Linked DNA regions of Mus musculus: region 1 is linked to region 2. The links are chromatin contacts, called in public Hi-C maps. All regions are on one chromosome and are shown on one strand. Each heading gives the region's core, a stretch centred on a gene start, on an enhancer-like site or on the middle of the called end of the contact. The rest is flanking DNA. Distances are from core to core; before and after follow the strand shown. Region 1 overlaps Gm13817 (a long non-coding RNA gene). Region 2 holds the start of Slc35c1 (solute carrier family 35, member C1).

Evidence for each region. A called contact is a pair of places that touch in the nucleus more often than the background predicts.
Region 1: a contact with region 2 is called in a Hi-C map of forebrain, with 3 times the contacts expected there. The contact joins the enhancer-like site here to the promoter of Slc35c1 in region 2. A contact is called at or near these places in 1 of 484 Hi-C or Micro-C datasets (forebrain), 2 of 115 datasets of contacts at active chromatin or transcription factors (embryonic stem cells and extraembryonic endoderm stem cells) and 3 of 9 other capture datasets (adipose tissue, liver and pancreatic islet).

Annotation. Positions count from the first base shown.
Region 1 is chr2:92,527,207-92,533,528 of GRCm38.p6, forward strand. Gm13817 (a long non-coding RNA gene) reads right to left here. Exons shown (of 4, transcript XR_374783.4): 2 at 5,009-5,110; 3 at 3,108-3,237; 4 at 1-2,654. Among named protein-coding and RNA genes, the nearest start is that of Gm13817, 11 kb to the right of the region's middle. Within about 2 kb of position 2,330, at least 201 of the 459 cell types and tissues checked have an H3K27ac peak or open chromatin away from gene starts, as enhancers often do. A contact at or near this core is called in adipose tissue, forebrain and pancreatic islet, where this site is marked.
Region 2 is chr2:92,456,468-92,462,299 of GRCm38.p6, forward strand. Slc35c1 (solute carrier family 35, member C1) reads right to left here and starts at 3,327. Exons shown (of 2, transcript NM_211358.2): 1 at 2,200-3,327. The coding sequence starts at 2,731.

The sequences.
Region 1 (6,322 bases), core at 1,080-3,579, 70 kb after region 2:
AACTGAAGGTGTCTTCCAGTGCTGACATTTTACACATTCAGGGTGTGGAGTGTGCAGTTGCAAAGAACTGGCCACTTTTCAGGCTCTGAGACCTGGCTATCCTAGACAGAGGGTTGCTTCCCTGTTGCTCAGGCTTCCTGATTAAGAGCAATTTAAAAGGTTCATTTTGGCTCACAGAGGTCTCTCCTGGTGAAATCACATACACACTCCACCAACAGTCAAGAAACGGGATGATTCTACTCAGCTCACATCCTTTTTATACAGCCTAGGACCCAGGGAATGTTGCCACCCACAGTAGGCAGGTCTTCCCATCTTAATGAACTCAACTAAGATACTTCTGTCACAAGGCTTTGTCCAGAGGCCTGTTTCCCAGGTCATTCTAGATGTCAGGATGGTAACATTAGTTTTGTATCAAGGCATACATATACACACACTGCAGAAAGATGTTTAGTCATGTGAGGATAATGCTTGTCCCTTCTGAAGGACACAAGGTGACATTTTAGAAGCAGAGCCCTTATTTTATAATTCTGAGGTATTTTGTTATTTCTAAAATACCATTTACTGTAGGACTATTCTAACAGTTTCCTAACCATCTCTAGCCTCCATTCGCCATGAAAATTCATAATCTCAGATCTGATCCTGCCACTCCTGCTCAGAAGGCCTGCTTAGTGCTATTTAGCCAACCTTAATGTTGGAGTCTGTCTTTCATCTCTGCATCTCTAGCCATCGATATGTATTCCACTATAACAAAATGCTTGGTGTTTGATAACTTTTTGAGCAGCTCACAGTTCTGAGGTTCAAGGGCCCGGTGCCAGCATCAGGCTGACTCTGGTGAAGGCTTCATAGATGGCATCTCATTGGTAAGAATATGTATGAGGGTATCAGAGGACCGGTGGAATGACAGCAGCCAGGCTCTTTTCTAACAACCCTCTCACCAGAACCACCTCAGGGTTACCTGAGAACTACCTCATCCCCAGGGAACCAGATGACCTTCCAGTAAGGCTCATTTCTTTAAAGTCCCACCAGTTCAACACTGTCACCAACACTCGGGCCTCTGTAATATAGCCACACCCCAAACACAACCCAGGGAAGGAGAGCAGCCAGGGCCTCCCAAGGGGTGGGAACACTTTGTGGAGTTATGGGGTGCCTCAGGGAGAAACAGTGGGTCAGGCAGAGGGCAACCAGCAAGAGGGCTGTAGAAGGGGCCGTATTAACTAGAGGAAGATGTGTCAGATCACCTCACCTTAGGCTGGATGGCTTTACTGTTTTAACTTCTGTGTTGGGAAATCTTTCAGAGAGTTAAAGAACAGTGACAAGATACATTCATGCTTAAGATTTCCCTTGGCCACTGAATGGAGTCAGATGACCGCAGGCACCTTTTGAGGACAGGGAATCCAAGGTCTAGCAGGCAAACATTTGCGTCACAGTTCATTCCATTTGTGGACTCTGCTTCTTTTTAAGTGAGCTGTAACTGATCCAGGAGAGGCATCTAGGTAGTGTGGGGGAAGATATCAGGACACATGCCCGTGTAATAGTTCGTTCTGATTCATTAAAAGTCCTGCTGGGTCTGACCTGTGGCTTTCCAGGTCCAGTCCAAATAAGAAGTGGGGGCATCTAGAAAGAAAACATGGCTCCCAGGAAGGACTCCTGCAGACGTGGCATCAATAAATAAAAGTCCCAAGCTTACCTGACTTCTCTTCTTCTCCAGCATCCACTTCAACAAATCCCTCAGACTCACTCAAAACATCTGACTTGACCTTTTTCTCTAGGGATGCTAGGGAGCATCTTTTAAATCTTATCCCAAAGAGTGTTACCTACATAGTCGATCAATCAGTCACCGTCTCCTGGAGTTGTGCAGTTCCTGCTTCTCTCCAGCCTCACCCGGGGCTACCTTTCTCCGGCCGCCTACCTGCCTCTTACCTCTACAACTGCGGCTGAGAGCCAGGATCACAGAACCTGGGGAAGGTGCTTCCAGAGGCGACTGTGGAATGGGGCTGCCCTTCCACTCGCAGGCAGGGAAGTCTGGGTAGAGGGGAGGGGTCTTTTCGAAGCAGGTGGGACAGGCCGGTGCTCTACCTGTCCCTACTTTGTGTTCCAAGAAGCATAAAGTCTGGCGTTTGGGGGTGGCATGAGGAAATGGGTGGACGGTCGGTGCTAATGAGGCGTGTGTTTCAGCTGTTCGCAGTTGTTCCGCACAGAGGAAGCAGGAGGCCGGAAGCCTCTGGGCGGCGGCGAAGCTGGGAAAGCTTTAAGCTGGGAATCTGCGTCTCTCCAGCCACCAGCTTTGGAGGGGACAGCAGCGGCTCCCACTGGCTTCAGCTCTGCATTCTGGTTGGTTGTCTCTGCCCATCGGCAGCCAGCTCCAGGCCTGGTCCCACCCCATCTGCCGCACTATCACCCGGGATTGGCTGAACTCGGCAAGGCTAGGCTGCCTTGCCTCTCGCCATCAGATTCTTCATTAAACAAATGAATCACAATCCTAATTAATTTGAGCAACAGAATTTATGTAACTACTCCCAGCAGGATGTCTGCTCTCAGTCGGTAGCGAGATGAATTCCTCTCTCTGGGAAATTTCAGCCGCGCTGGTCAATAAAACCTTAATGATGACAGAAATTTCCCATCTGTCTCTGCTCTGAGCAGGTAACCCCTGCTACCTAGACAAGGGAGAGGACAAGGACGGTGAGAGACTGTCAGCCTGGATGAGCCCTGACCCACCTAGAACACACACTAGGCACCAACCAGCGAGAAGACTGCCAAGCCAGGCTTGTCCTGAATTACCTATACCCCGAAGGGGGTGTTTAACTTCTATTTGTAGAATGAATAAAAAAGTATGTGTTGCTCGTTGAGTTAGAAAATGGCCCTAAGGACCAGAGATATGACTCAGCGAGTTGCTTGCTCATCCCGCAAGTTTCACATCCTGAGTTGGATGTCCGGAACCCACATGGTAGGAGGAACGAATAAACTCCTTCCAGGTTTATTCTGACTTCTGCCCATGCAGTTATGGCATACACGCTGTCTCCCGCCCCCAGTAACTTTAAAATTTAAATGGCCTTAAGATCCAGAATTGCAAACACTCCTGGGCTTCCCCCTCCCTTTCCACTCCACACCTAATTTTGCCTTTTTAGTCTTCTGAGTCTTCTGGCTTACAGATTGGTCCTTGTGATGTCACCCTCCTGTCCTTGAACTAGCCATCCCTCACTTGAAACAGGCCTTTTGCTGTCTGCACCAGGAGGGTTTCTAAGTGAAAATGGTTTGGAATTAGTTTTCATTCCGACTCCCTCTATTCATCTGATCTCAACCTTCACCTCCTATGCAAAATACACAAACTTTTTTTGGCAGACAAAGCATTGTGAAAATGTGTCAGGGGGTGCCTGATTCATTTAATTATCACCGGGTGGAGTTTTAGGCAACAGTGCACAAGACAACTGGTTTCTAGGTTACAATCATCAGGCAGGCATAGAGTCCTTTTAGTGAGATTACAGGGATGGAGGGGCTTGGTGAGGACCCCAGGCTGGTTCTCAGCAGAGGGCTGCTACAGAAAGAGCAAGCCAGGCCCCACCCTGCTCTCTGCTTTCCATTACTTTCTCAGGAGAGTTGCTGCCGCTGTGACCCCTGCCACCACACCGTCTCCAGAGGGTGGCCCCAGAGTGCTGCCCACTCAAGTGTGATCTTTGAGCCTCCAAAGCTGTGAGCCAAACAAGCCTTTTCCTATGAAGCTGCTTTCTTTAGGCATTGCACTGTGGTAGCCATAGTAACCAGCAACGGAGGCATACAAACCTCTCAGGGCCATGCTCATTGTAGTGCAAGAAAAGATTCGGTAGAGCAGTGGAGGAGTGGGGAGGAGATTTGATGGTACATTTTAAAGCAAGGTAGCATTTTAGACACATGAATTTTCTCTATATATGTATGTATGCATATATACATAAAATTAAAAAGAAAGCCATACATTTTTATATTCTATTTTTGTTTAATGTGTGTGCTCCTGTCATGGTGCCTGAGAGGAGGGCAGGACAACCTGCAGGAGCTCATTCTCTGCTTCCACCTGATGTGTGCACGACATCAAACAAACTCAGAATATGAGGTGTAGTGGCCTTTACACACTGAGCCAGTTGACTGGCCCATAATATAGTGTGTGTGACTGTGTCTGTGTCTGTGTCTGTATGTGTATGTGTGTGTATATGTGTATATATGTTTTTCTGTATGTGTGTGTGTGTATGAGTGTATATGTGTATGTATGTGTGTGTATGTATGTGTGTGTGTATGTGTGTGTATGTGTACATACATGTGTGTGTATGTATGAGAGTGTGTGTGTGTGAGTGTGTGTTATGAGTGTATGTGTATATGTGTATGTATGTGTGTGTATGTATGTGTGTGTGTATGTGTACATGTGTGTGTATAGGTTGTGTGTACTAGCTGGAGTGGCTGCCTATACCTAGAAACACTACTTTGGACCCCTAGTGGCCACACTGAGCTGGGACTAAGATGATTCTCTCATTCTTGTCCCCATTACAACCACTTTAGTCTCATCTCCAGCCCTGCAGCATCCTTTTGCAGGGGCCAGTCTTCCCATCCTACCTCCACTCACAGAGGATTCTGCCAAACCTTGGAGTAGAACCCGCTTTTCTCCTTCCAGTGAAGCTTCTCAGCATCCCTCAGCATCCCCTCACCCATCCCCAGTCCTTCATGTCAGCCCCCAGGACCTGGAGACACTTTCTACCTGGGAACCTGGCATCTGGCAGTGACTCAAGTAGGAGACTCACACACTCCTTCCTGTCCACCAGAACAAGCTCTTCATTCTCACCCTCAGCCTAGGGACAGGTTGCTTATGAATGACCCTCTTCCCACTTTAACTTCATTCACTTCATTCACTGGAGACTCCTCCCACTCTTGCTTCAGACTCAGGGATGAGCCAGCGCCAACATGCCTGTCTCTCCAGATAACTCTTTGCTTTACTGTAACCTATTGGTAGGATCCTCTCTTCTCACCACAGCTCCAACTCACAGTGTACCTTCGCTCCAGATGTGGACAGGATCCCCTTAGCTCTTCGGGAAGTTCTCTCCTAGGCCACCTCAATTCCTCTCTGCCATCCTCCAAGCTGCATAAGTGTTTCCTGTCAGGCAACCCACAGCCATCACAATCTCCTAAGACCCAACGAGGCGCCAGTGGTAAACAAAGAATAGGATACCCACTCAACAAAGACAAGACCAGGTGTCAGCACCTAGAATCACCTCAATTATCCCTAGTCCAGATGCCTAGACACCGGTGCAATGACGCAAATGTGAACAGGACAGTATCCCTCCACCAGCACCCAGCAACAATACTACAGTAGGCCCTGAGAAATGCAATATAACTGAAGCACAAGACAAGGGCTTCAAAATAGCTATTATGTATATGTTCAAGGACCTAAGAAAAAATAAGAATGAACCCCTTAAGTCTGTGAAAACAAGACAGTTAGATGAAATGGTGAAATAATGAAAACAATGACATGAAAATTTGATTAGACTAAGAAATAGAATCACTAAGAAAAACTAAGACTGAAATAAAAAAATATTTAGGAAGTAAAACGAAACCATCAGCAGTGACCCTCACCAACAAGACATGGAAGACATGGAAGACATGGAAGACATGGAAGACATGGAAGACATGGAAGACATGGAAGAGACACTCCCAGGTGTTGAAGACAAGATAGAAGAAATGGTAGAGGGAATGTTAAAAAAAATTGTAGGCACAAAACATCCAGGAAATCTGGGCCAATATAAGAAGACAAAGTCTACGAATAATAGAAATAAAGGAGAAGAAACTCAGATCAAAGGCATAGAAAACATTTTCAACAAAATCATAGAAGAAAATTCCTCAACCTAGAGAAGGAGGAGCCTATCATGGTTCAAGAAACTCACAGAACACCAAACAAGATCAGAAAAGAAATTCCTCATGACAGACATACAATAATCAAGATACTAAATGTACAGAAAAGGAAAGAATATTTTTAAAGCTGCAAGGGAAAAAGACAAAGTAATATGTAAAGGCAGACCTATTAGAATAACACCGGACTTCTCAATGGAGACTCCAAAGTCCAGAAAGGCCTGAACAGATTTTCAACAGACTCTAGACGATGTATGTATGCCAGCCTGAAATTTATAACCAGAATAACTATAACTGTAGATCACAATAGATGGAGAAAGAGAAACATTTCATGATAAAAACTAAGTTAAGCACTATTTACCCACAAATCCATCTCTACAGAAGATGATAGAATAAAAACTTGATTCTGAAAAGATTAACTACCTGCAAGAAAACACAAGGGATAAGTAACCTCATACCA
Region 2 (5,832 bases), core at 2,077-4,576:
TGTGTGTTCCCAGCCTGTACTACTGGAGCAGTCTCATGCCAGCAATGACTTTTCAGCTAGGCCTGCTCAGGTTATCCCACATGCTCCCTGCTCCCTCTAGATACCCACAGCCCTTAGCATCTAGTGTAACTATCGTTTCTGCCATCAACATCATTCACGGACCAGGAGCAAGGACCCCACCCTTCCTTTCTCAAACTTGTACCCTAAAACTCAGTACAGGGCCTGGAAAATACTTGGCCACAAGCTAATAGCTGCTCAATGGATGGAGTGAGAGCAGATAGAGACTGCTAGGAGAAAGGTACAAGTCTTCAAGAAGCTGGAGAGAGGCAAGGTGGTGCTCCTGCAGCCCCAGTTGCCTGGGACTTGAGGGCAACATAGCAAGATGCTATCTCAGAACAAGGGCACCAGACTCTCCAGCCTCACAGGCACTTGGCTCAGCAGAGCCCACGGTGGGTTTCCCTGCACAGTCAGAGCACCCTGTACCTCCTGGTGGTTACCACTAGAGTCTAGAAGTGACTCCATTCTTCATTCTCAAGGTCCTAGACCCTAGAGGGGCTGTGAGCCCGACAGGCTTTGCAAAGTGCCGCATGTCTAGGAGGCCTTTCCAGAGATGGGCCTTCTCCACAGGAGGAAGGGAGGGGAGAGCCAAGAGATGGGGCCAGTAGTGGGGGCAGCAGAGAGCTCCACTTTCCCGTGCCACTTGGGCAGGCCGCCATGGGGCTCAGCTGCCTCACTATCAGCTACTTGTCCCTTTGGGGACCCGGGCTCAGGTTCTCCAGAGACTGTACCTTCCTGCATGTAAGTTCTCCTACTAGGAGGCCCATCCCCTCTAACGTTGGCAGGGCTGGTGGACTGAAGTGGGACCCCACGGTAGCTTGTAGGCTGGAAGGAGGAGTACCAGATCTCTTAGGGTATGTATGTGGGGGCAGTGGGAGGCATCCTGCCACTATCTGACCTCTCTCCGCCCAGACCCCTTAACCCTGGATCCAGGAGCTGCCCAACCAGGGCAATGTTTCTAGGGAAGACAGTACAGGTTGGCCTGGTCCCTACATCTAGAGCACCCAGCCTGGGCCTCAGAGACACCAGGGACATCTAAATAGGCCAAACAAGACGAACTAAAATCCAGAGCAGGTACAAATGAAGGTTGCTTTTCGTTCATTCAGGACTCTGAGGGGAAAGATGCCCTGGTCTCTGTAACCCAGCAGCCACTAAATTCATTCAAAGTGGCAAACATGTTCCCTAACACATGCTGTCCAAGCCAAGAGGCCCTTGCTCCATGTGACTGCCGGGCACTGAAAAGATGTTGGCGGAATCAGGACATAGTGGCTGCCGTTAAGGGGCCGGATGCTTCAAAGTTCCTGGGCTTTCATTTAAAAGCACATTTAGACTGTAGTGATAGTGTTGGTTTTCATTGCGCTAACTCCCAAGGGTCAGGAGCAAAGCAGACTGGCTTGAAACACAGGCCAGGGAGTATGACCAACTGGGGACTGCGTCCCAGACTATCTGCTTCTTAGTTGTGGGGCTGTGGCAAGGAGCGCAGCCTCTCCGAGCTGCAGTTTCACAGAGATGCCGCCACTCAGAGAGCTTATGGGTACAATAAAGAGGATGCTACAAGTGTAATGATCAGCACAACGCTCCTATCGGTAATTAATTACTTATGGTCACATCTGAGAAGGTAGTTAAAGCCTCTTAAAGCACACACATATTGACTGGACCACTGAAATGGCTCAGTGGGTAGAGGTACTTGTGCCAATTGTGATGACCTGAGTTCACCCTTGACCTCTTGAGAACAGTGGTGTGTTGGTCAAGAGTGTAACCTATGGAGGTAACTGCTTATGTGCAAATTTCTGCTACGTCAGTGATTACCTGTGTGATCCCAGCTACTTAGCTTCTCTGTGCCTTGGGTTTCTCTCCATAAAACGCAGCTATATTATACCTTGTAATGGGGATCCGTTACATTAACATGGCTCAAATGCTTAGCTAGATCTGAGTGTCTGGCTGGCTTTGCTGTAGTGTCTGCCTAACATTATTATGTTCACCTTGGCTGGATCCCTAACTTACTGAGTCACAGTAAGGAAGTTATTTGTTCTCTACAGGTCTCTCCCTATGACTGGTGGTGCAAAAGACCTGGGACAGATAATGAGTAATGTGGTATTGATCTTTACGATTCCTGCTCCCCACGCCCCCAGTCCCACTCACCAATGATGACGCCGCAGGTGAGCAGGGCATAGAAGGAAGTGGTCTGTTTGAGCAGCAGGTAGGAGAGAAGAACGTTGAACACGGTGGTGAGCGAGCGTCCCACGTTGTAGAAGGGCACCCCTACGTACTTGAGGCAGAGGTTATTGAAGGTTATCATGCCGATAAAGACCACTGACAGCGGCAGCACACTTCGGGCCACCTTGAGGTCCAGGTTTAGGGTGGGGAAGTCTACCATGCCGGGGCAGCAGGTGGCCAGAGTGCTGAGGCCCTTGCACAGCAGTGAGGTCACCAGGCATTGGTAGAAGGTGACAAAAATGGGGGTATCCAGCTGCAGGGAGGGGCTGTCCAGCAGGTACTTGTTGAGGAATACCATGGAAATGGAGGTGACCCAGTAGAGAGAGACCACCAGCGCGATCTGCAGAGCCCGGAGCAGAAATGGCTTGTTCCCGCTCTCTGACTCCTCGGAGACAGCAGAGACTCCAGTCAGCGCCATGCGCAGGATCCTGGACCGCTTCAGAGGCGCCCTGTTCATGGTGGCAGAAGAGCTGGGTCACCTTACGGCCAGAAGCAGTCCCTGGACTACAGGGCTTCAAGCAGCTAGGGTCTGTGGCTGCAGCCTTCAACTGTCACATGGGATGACCTATCGGTCCCCTCCTTCTTGGATGAAGTTCTGCTTCCGGATTTGCCGAGGTGCACCGCTCCTCATCTTGCTCGCTCCCGGGGCGGGGGAGGGAGGTGGTGTCACGAAACAAGACCCAGGGAAGGGAGAAGGGGCCTAACTAAGGATGTGGGCTTTGACAGCCATGGCCAGTTTGAGGACAGGGGACACGTGAGTCGCAGGGAGAAAGGAAGCGAGAGAGCGAAGGAAGGACGGAGCGGAGGAGGAAATAACTGGACGCGGACCGCGTGGGAAGCATGGGCTGCGGGAACCCCCGGAAGCACCCGCAGAGCCGAAAGGAGGGCGTGCTGCAGGGAGATCACCGAGGCTCAGGAAGGCGTCTCGAGGGACACGGACAGGGGCCTGACCGGAGCAAGGCCCTGCGGTTGCCACGAGCCGAATTCAAGTTCCGGCTCAGCGACGCGGGTCCCGGGCCACTTACCGAGCAGGGCGGGCCCTGCGCGCATTTCCTGACACGCCTACGAGCCGCCTTAAAGGGCCAGCTCGCAGGCCGTTGCCACTTCCCGCGGCCGTCAAGAGCTCCCCGGCAAGTCTGCACCTATGCCCACAGACCTGCCCTCTTCTTCCGGGAGTCCCCGGAGATCAGGGAAGGGTTTGCAAGTGCTATAGCCTCTCCCATTTTCTGGAAGGTTCTGTCATTCTCCCCTCCACCCGCACTATCTTTTCCCCTGATATCTTCAGATCGACCAGACTCGGTCAGGTGCATCTTCACCATCTACCCAGAAAATGGAATACCACCTTTCTGCTTAGGGAGACCCCCCCCCTCCCTCCGCCCAGCCCTTGCGCCCGGCTCCCCACCGTTGCACCTCCCTCGTCCCTCGAGCTCAGGCCACTCGGGAAGACCTTGTTGCAGTCCTCTCCTTTTTTCCTACCCCTATTTTCACCGCTTCCAGACCTAGTCAGGACATGAAGTCCCGGAGATCCAAGCAGCACTTCCAGAGGCGAGAAGCCATGTCACCTCCTCCAGATAAAGTCCATTCTGGATGCCCAGACCAAAGCCTCTGAGCTTCTCAATGCTGTATCCCCTTCCCGGGGCCCTTTCCCTTCCAGAACGTACCGTCCGTCCACCCGACTGGGCTCTGGTGTCCTGGCTGATGCAGGGACCTGGTGCTCACCCTCGGCGGTGCCCTCGGGTGCACCTGCAGCACCACCCTCGGCTGAACTTGCAACGCTGCCCAAGCCGCGCCCCCAGTACGACTTCCTGCCACGTCGGGCTTTGGGCAAGGTGGGGCGATTACCCACGGGAGCCCATCAAGAAAGCCTCTTTCCTTTATCTAAGGTCAACGCCATCTCCCACCCTCCACCCCAGCTAGCCTGGGACTCCTCCATTCTGTTACTGTCGTTTGGCGCATCCCTTGACAAGATGCATCTTTGGCCCTATGGGTCCAAGCTGGTGCTTCCAGAAGGGCGTGGTTGGGAGAACTGCGGATGCCGCCACTCCCCTACGAGAGTACCCTTCTCAGTCCCGGGAACCAGGCTTGAGTGGGCCATTAGCTCCAGGTCTTTTACACCTGGGCATCTGGAAGGGCTGACTTTTCTCTGGTTTCTCCCTAGCACCATTGTTGGACAGGCAAGTTTGCCCTAGGTTGAGCTGGTTTTATTATGGAAATGGCTAACACAGTGGGTTCCAGACTTATTGCTTATGTGGTTGGTTATAAAGATGTCTCGCTTAAAGTATTTCAATTACTATTTTATTAGTAGGGCCTGATGGTAAAGGGCTTGTAATCCCAATTGAGATAGGAAGATCAAAAGCTCAGCCGCGCAGTGGTGGCACACGCCTTTAATCCCAGCACTTGGGAGGCAGAGGCAGGCAGGCGGATTTCTGAGTTTGAGGCCAGCCTGGTCTACAGAGTGAGTTCCAGGACAGCCAGAGCTACACAGAGAAACCCTGTCTCGAAACACCAAAACCAAACCAAAACAAAAAATGTTCAAGGCCTGTCTGAGTTACAGGATAAAATTCAAGGCCAGCCTGGGCAATTTAGTGAGACTTGTTTCAAAAAGGGGGGCTTGGGCACACATACCTAGACATGAATAAAGGGTTGGAGATCAAGCTCAGTGTTATATAGCTCAGTGTTAGAGTGCTTGCCTGGGATGCACAAGGTCCTGGGTTCAATTCCCAGGACAGCAAGGGAAGAGGGGTGGGGAATCAGTACTGATTTGTCAAAATATAAAATTGAAACACATTTAGCTATAGATTTGCTGGTTTTAATGGACAGCTCCACTTCTAGGGGAGACAGTGATTGTCTCTTTCAGAGAACATGGGGGGAGAGCACCTCCTGTGTGCCTGACCAGGGGCTGCATGTGAGGTAGCTAAGCAAAGGTATTAGAGTGTTTTTGAGATCACTGTTGTTAGTATTCCGTCTAAGCTCCACCCCACAGTTACCTGGCAATAGCCAGGTAGGCCTGGCACACTATAAAAGGGGCTGCTTGCCCCCTCCTCCCTCTCTTGCCTCTTGCTCTCTTGCTCCCTCTCATTCCCTATTTCCTTCTCCCTCTCTCCACGCCATAATGGCCGGCCTGTACTTCTCTACTCTCTCCCTCTCTCTGCCTCTACTACCCTCTTAACTCCCTTCCCCATGTCCTGAATAAACTCTATTCTATACTGTACTATTGTGTGGCTGGTCCCTCAGGGGGAAGGGATGCCTTGACACGGGCCTGGCAAGGCACCTCTGTTCCCCATACTTAACCACACCCCATAGAACATAGTCTTATATCTCTCTATCTTTTTATAAATGCATCAACTGTCTTATCCACAGCATTCTGTCCTTCCGGAGAGGCTTTTAAGTTACTCTGGGGGGCCTGCCGCTGGAAGAGGGAGCCCTCACAGACAACATTGCTCAAAGGACTTCCTACGCTCAGGTTGCACGGAAGTTAGACTCCAGACATAATTTATCAGCCATCTTACCAATCTCATTTGGAGCATTTTCCAGAAAGGAGTTCTTACAGTTGGCTTA